2 separate regions of the Capsicum annuum genome follow, and region 2 is linked to region 1. The links are chromatin contacts, called in public Hi-C maps. All regions are on one chromosome and are shown on one strand. Each heading gives the region's core, a stretch centred on a gene start, on an enhancer-like site or on the middle of the called end of the contact. The rest is flanking DNA. Distances are from core to core; before and after follow the strand shown.

The links. Hi-C and Micro-C count contacts between places; a contact is called where the count stands out from the background.
Region 2: a contact with region 1 is called in a Hi-C map of leaf, with 6 times the contacts expected there. The contact joins the promoter of LOC107845778 here to the enhancer-like site in region 1. A contact is called at or near these places in 3 of 5 Hi-C or Micro-C datasets (bud and leaf).

What each region holds. Positions count from the first base shown.
Region 1 is chr10:37,945,415-37,949,099 of UCD10Xv1.1, reverse strand. LOC107845782 (pre-mRNA-splicing factor syf2) reads right to left here. Exons shown (of 8, transcript XR_007046172.1): 5 at 2,407-2,543; 6 at 2,084-2,312; 7 at 1,442-1,566; 8 at 1,035-1,354. Among protein-coding and RNA genes, the nearest start is that of LOC107845782, 9.5 kb to the right of the region's middle. Within about 2 kb of position 1,324, at least 4 of the 5 cell types and tissues checked have an H3K27ac peak or open chromatin away from gene starts, as enhancers often do. A contact at or near this core is called in bud and leaf, where this site is marked.
Region 2 is chr10:38,470,926-38,474,309 of UCD10Xv1.1, reverse strand. LOC107845778 (ADP-glucose phosphorylase) reads right to left here and starts at 1,315. Exons shown (of 3, transcript XM_016690260.2): 1 at 736-1,315. The coding sequence starts at 1,203.

The DNA of each region.
Region 1 (3,685 bases), core at 75-2,574:
TCGATAAATCGAAAATCGATAAGAAAATATCTTATTGGTTTGGTTATTGATTTAGCGCATTTAAAAATTGAAAATCGATAAATTGAACCGATAATATAAAAATCAAACCAAACCGATCCATGCACACCCCTAATTTAAGTAGGTAAAATAGAAGTAGTTGAACAATTTTTTTTTTATATATTTTAAAAGTGATGGAGGAAGAGGGATAATAAATAGGAAGAGGAGAAGAGAGAGGAGGCTTTGAAGTTTTTGAAAAATTAAAAAGAAAAAGGTGGGGGGGGGGGGGGTTCTTTTTTTTTCGTTGAAAGGTGTTGATTTGGCAAAAAATTAACTCCATCACGTGCGTGATGGAGTTTGAAATCACTCATTTTGCCATGTAGGTTAAAAGGGCCACCCGATGTACTAAAACAACAAGTTCGGGGGTACTTAAGACGATTCAAAGTTCAGGTGTATTATGAATAAAACGTAACAACTTCAAGGAGTAATTGATACTTCTCTCTTAAAAAAATTAATGCTTGTATTAGCTTTGTATATTACTACTATCCTGTTTGGTGTACTTTTTTATCCTGTGTATTACTAATATTTGTATTAGTTATACACTCTATTTGATATTATGAAATATATTACTAATGCATAGATATTTATGGTATTAATAATTCAATGAATTCTAATGCATGCATTAGTATGATTCAATCACAATTATCCCTCAAAATATTTTCCACCATACTTATGAAAGATATTTTTTTCCAGAAATTATGCGATTTACGTTATTTTTAGTATACCAAACTAAACACTGCATAAAATAAAAACATAACTTATGCAAGCGTAACTAACACAATTACTACTTCAAATATTATTAATACACAATATTTCACACTAATCCTATACACCCTACCAAACAACCCTAAGTTGGTTTAGTGGGAAGTTTTCTCCTTTTCCTCTCTCTTTTTGGGCCAACAGATTCAATTACAATAATTTAAGACGAGAGCCGAACTGAGAATTAAGGAAAACAACCGCTCATTCGAATTTGGATATAGGAAAAAAAATGGTACCGTGTGTCATTCATGATTCTCTAGTTATTTTCATATTCAACCAACACAACGTTATGCAAGAAAGTGGAAATAAGAACTGTTTTATGCCAATGGTGTGGTACAATGACCAAGTGCTCATGGTTCACTCAATTGGAAGCCGTCGAAAGTAATGCTTTGTGGATGATTAAAAAATCATTAGTCTAAAACTGCCCATTACTCCCGTCTCTGCCTACAAGTAGAGACATCTTAGCTATGGATGAACCTTACTAGTATCAAGAAAGGTTTTTGCAAAATGCCTTTGAAAATCGGGTAACACCAGCACCCTACAAGGCAATAGCTTCAGTAAGAGCAAAACCCAAAATTGCATAACTAAAACCCACAAATGATTTATATCAACATAAATGAGGTACCCTCGGGTATTCCTTTCTACTAAATGACTCAGCCATTTACGAGCGAACTTTGTGCAGATCCGGCCAAACCATTGAAAAAATCGTTCGGTTGCTCAACCCTCCGCAAGAAATTTAAGCACCTGATGCTGCAACATAGTCGACATGACCAGTGCAACGCATAAACAAGAATAAGTACCTCTACCTTCTGAATTGGATGCATAAATTGCTAAGAAATAGAAATTCTTCATTGCCAGTATCTGTCTACACAAAGATAGAATACTTCCTATAGAATACTTCCAGCTTATTTTTCAAACAATCAGTAATAATCCTATGTCACTAAGAAAGCTCATACCTTTAATAGATCATTTCTCTATTCAGAAAGAAAGCTCATACATTTAATAGATCATTTCCCTATTCAAAACTTTTCATTTAGGAAGGGAAAAAAGACATTTTTCTGGTCTATATTAAAAAGTTTCTTGCAAATAATGGGATTTACAATATGAACCATTATCAACAACCATCAAGGATTTGCATCAGGTTGAGAGATAGTAATTGACGCTAGCTGAAATCATGATACAGGAAAGCAACAGCATCAAGGAACATCCCCATCACAAGACTGCTCTAAGATACAGAAAAGTACACATCGACATCATATGCTAATACCTTAATCAGGCAAAGCAGTTCCTCTCTCAAGGTTATTCTTGATCTCCAAGGTGTATTTTCCAAAGGCACGCTCAATCTTTTTATTGAAGTGCTCGTTACGATCATTGATAGAGTCAATGTCTTTCTCTTCATGGAATTTTCTCCTCCGACTAAATGATTGGCGCTTCTCATCCCTGTCCTTGAGCTCCTTCACCATCCTCTCTATCTTGTCGTCTGACAATTTTGGTGCCTGTACAATTGAAAGATGTTAGTGTAGCTAACCCATTCTCTGAAGTCTGAAATAGATAAAAACAAACAAAGCTAGGGATCATGGCTGAAGCTACCTTCCCATACTGGAGACTGGAAGCTTCTCGATAAAATTCTGGATCAGCTTCCTTCATTTTATTGTACTCATCTACATCAATAGCAACATTCTTGGTCCGCTTCTTGTAAGCATTGTATAGTGTTTTCTGATTAAAAACTGAAAAAATAACATACAACAGAGAGAGCAAAGGAGATTAGATTAGCTTCACCATATATAACTGCATCACAATCTAAAATTTTCCAAATGCCAGAAAATAAAACAAAGTTACAATGAGGTCAATGACATTTCCAATACAAGGAATTGAACTTCAAGAAAATGGAACATTTTTGCCATGTCTCACTGCAAGCTCGAAGATATATCACTATTTACTACTACTCAAGCTATGTAGCTCTACCGCAGAACAAGGCAGAAAATTAAAGAGAATTCTAGCATTCCATTCTAAGCTAGAAGTTTGAGATAATCTTACGTGACAATGCCAATTGTACAATCAAAACCCAGAAGACAGTCCATCTTCTACCTTAAATTCAAGCTAGATAATTCAAGACTGGCAAATACAAGAGAAATTTTGCCAGAACAGACAGCCATATTCCCCAAATAGCTCTATAAAGATCTCCACAAGGAAAAATTGAAAATGATAGAATATTGAATTTAATTCAATTGAAGGAATCCAACCAATTCCCAGTTCTTTCCCAGCTGCAAGTCTGCAACACCACATCCACAACCGTAAAAATGTAAACCTTTTCTAATTAGATGTAAATTTTAGATGAAATTGAGGTGCCTAGACCTTCAAGACACCTAGGGTCAATATACTAATAGAATGGAATAATAGATGAAGATGCTATGCATATGATATATAAATGGAGGTGTGTCACAGGAGTGTAATGTGATGGGAAGATATCTACCAAAGTGAAAGGCTTCTATATCATAAGACCGACAATGATACATGAGGGTGAACGTTGTGCTTCTATCTAAGTTGTATGGACTCGGGTGAGGGTATCCGAGAAGGGTGCAGATCTCAGAGTCGGATTTGTCAAAATTTAAATTTTAAGATTCAGGGACAGGGGTGTTCATGGGTTTGAACCAATTAAAAAAACCGACATTTGGTTTGGTTTAGTTAGGTTTGATTTTAAATTTTAAAAAACCGATGCTATTTGGTTTGGTTATTGTTTTACTTAAAAAAACCCATGAAAATAACCAAACCGAACCGATAATTTTTTATATATATATATATATTTATATATATTATAATTATTTATATATAATTTATAAATAAAATATAGATATTTTATTAAATTTAA
Region 2 (3,384 bases), core at 66-2,565, 530 kb before region 1:
GAATAAAGGAGTCACTTTCATTAGTGACTCATTTATCGCTAGATTAACCTTTCAAGTAAATAAGAACCTCAAAAATTCTTACAATTCTGACACGTTCAAGAATAACCGGTTTTCTATTACCTGCACTATTCATATCAATAATTTATCTATGAAAATGAAATGTTCCATATATAGAAAGAAATGATAAATGACAAAACATGTTGCCAGAGTACGACATAAAAGAATTACCCACAATGTCTCAAAAATGGAGGTGAAATACCACAAACGTTTACTCCCTATTTCATTTGTATCCCCCCATACCCCCCCAAAAAAAAGAAAGCTTCCAAATCAATGGAAATAAACACATTAATCACCAAGTATCTTTAAACATGGAAATGAACCCATTAATCACCTAAAAGACTAGAAATAAGTATATATTCAAACCTTTCCATTCACTACACCCAAAGAATTCACATTGCAGTAGACTTTCAAATTAGTGTCAAACACGTTTCCAAGCAAATATTAACCGACCGACTTCGAATTTGAACATGCAATTTTTGACAAATGGTTTCGTAATATACATTTTGTTGAACACTTTTAGCTTCTAAAATTTATGGTATGTGCTATTTTTAATTAGTTTTTCAATGCACTTAATTTAAAATCATACCGAAACAAGGAATACATATACCAAATCAACTAAAGACAAATTGATATTCAAGACCACTCATGCCTTTTGAAAGGGGATGAGAATAAAACCTGAACATACTTGATAGACTCACAATTCCGAAGCTGCTCGATCCTCTTCTTAGCAGCAAGCAAGACCTCCCCAACTTCAACCGGCGGCAGATCGCTCAAATTTACTGAATGAATCGGCGATTCAATAACGACATCGTGAAACCCAAATCCACTGACTGCTACATCACCTATGACAGAAACTGAATTTTGGAAATCCAATTCTCTGCTGACTGCCGGATACAGATTTTGGATAACTCTGATTTTCCAATCGTTGGTGGAATCTGCTGGGATACGGAATATCTCCGGCGCACACTCGTGCTCGTGGCCGGCGCAAAATGGGCATTCGGTTTGATTGTTAGGTTGTGGGTTCGATTTCGCTTTGAAGTCCGATGGTCGGCGTGATCTCGCCGGCGAAAACAGGACCCACCTGTTGTTGACTCTGTCTTTCCGGATTTCGGGGCTCCGATTTGGGGTTTCTGACTCCGCCATTAACCACTGCTTCCGGAGTTCGATCCAATTTGGGGTGAGATTTGTTCCAGAAGGAAAAGCTGAGAAAAATGAGTCAATAAAGAAAAGGGGTAGGTGGGTCCCATAAATTTATTAAAAAAATATTAAGCACAATTGGTATACTTATTGGACAATTACATTAGTTATCTGAATAGCTTCGCGCAATTGTTGAACAATTTACGGCAGTTGTCGAACAACTTGTATAGTTGTTGAACAACTCCGAAAAATTGTTGAACAACTACCAAAATTATTCTACAACTGAAACAAGTTATTGAGACGAAAAAGCTTTAACAAAAAAATTAAAAAAAGATTGTTCCTCTCATTTAATTTTAAAAACTTGAAGAACTTTTATTTAATTGGATAACTTCTTTGTCCTTTTTAATTCAAAGTCCCGAAAAAACTTGTTTTCTAGCTCACACAGTGATAGCGATTTGGGTCATCCGGCCTGCAATTATGTGAAATAGGGTAAATATGCTTTTTATTTATTGAGGCTGAATTATTTTTTTTGTCTATCTATTGAGGTTATTTGACTCTTTTATTTAACTAGTCAATTTAACTTCACTCTATTAGTGATGTTTTTTTTATTAATTAATTAATAATTAATTTTATCTTTAAACTTCTGATCCGCCCCAACCTATTAATCCAATTCACTATCCACCCAAACATAATAATTCGATCAACTATCTGCTTTAAATCTAAAAAATTTCTAAGTTAATATCAATCATGCTTTTTTTCTTTATTTTTCTTTATTTTTCTCGCTTCTTCTCTACTAATCGAAAGCATAGACTGCTGAAGTAACATTCTTGAATATCTCAAACAACAAGATCTTAGACTTCAAGAGTAATTTTATTCCTTTTCAAGTAAGATTTTTTTTAGTATTTTCAGTTAGATTTTCTTTTTATATTTCAATATTGTCGCGATTCAATGTATATTGATATTTCTATGTTGTTACATGTGTCATATGCATGTTGTAGTGACTTTTTAAAGTAGCAAGACTTTTATGCTTTCATTTACTTGTCTCGAATTAGGATTTTTCTAATATTCTCTCAAATGAAAGACTTATTTTTTCAACATTTATTTCGTGTATTTTTCTTTATCTTTCATAATTTTACGATGGATTGTTAGGTATGTCATAGTTTAATGTATTTATGGTGATTAAGTATGTGATATTTTTATCAAGAAAAGTAATCCTTTTTAATTTATTTTTGATGTTGCATTTTTGATGTGGTCCTTATCTCTTTATTCTTTATTATTGTCTTGACATAAGATATTTGAAGATTCCTTATTTTTTATTTTTTTTTTATTGATTTATGATAAGTCATTGTCTTTTTGTTTTATATTTGTCCTGTGAACTCTTTAAAGAATGGTTGAAATAGTTGACGTTGTCTTTAACTATGAAGAAAAATGGATCCTTACTCCTCAACTTACCTACTTAAGAAAACTTGACTCATATAGAAAATGGTATGATCCAGATTTGCTCTTATATATAGATAGATATATGTTCAAAATACACTGAAAAGTTAAGTTTTAGTAAGGTGAAGCAGTTGCTATGTATAGAGCCATTTAGTGGGTATTATCTAGTTGAGGGTGATGCAGGAATTAGAACTTTACAAACTGCATTGTCTATTCAATTATTTTTTCTTAAGCTTTAATTATTTGTTGTTGAGGAGATTGAAATATTGTCATAGCTTTTGACATTAGTCAACATAATGGACCTTTCCTTGCAATAGTAGATATAGTAAATGATAGTGAATCAAGTGAAGAAGAGAAGGATGAAAATGAGCTTGTAGATAGTGACTACAATGATGATGAGTTAGAATTCCTTGAGAAGGAAAAAAAAGAGAAGTCAATGAAAGCCTAGACAACTTCTTAGAGTTGAAAAAGGAAATGGGCTTAAAAGATCTTGATGAAGCAAAAGAGTTTATGAGTTTTTACTCAACTGTCAAGAAAAAAGCTTTAAAGTTACTAAGAGTAACTCTACTAGAGTTAGATATAGGTATGATGTTGGCTCTCCTTTTGTGTGTCTGATACCAGAAGTTGGTAAAGGTGAAAGATTTGAAGTTAAGACCTTGAAAATAGAACATACATGTCAGCCATGCTTTAACAAGAGAAGAGTTACTCGACAAGATTTAACACACTATTTTAATAACAAAGTCCAGAATA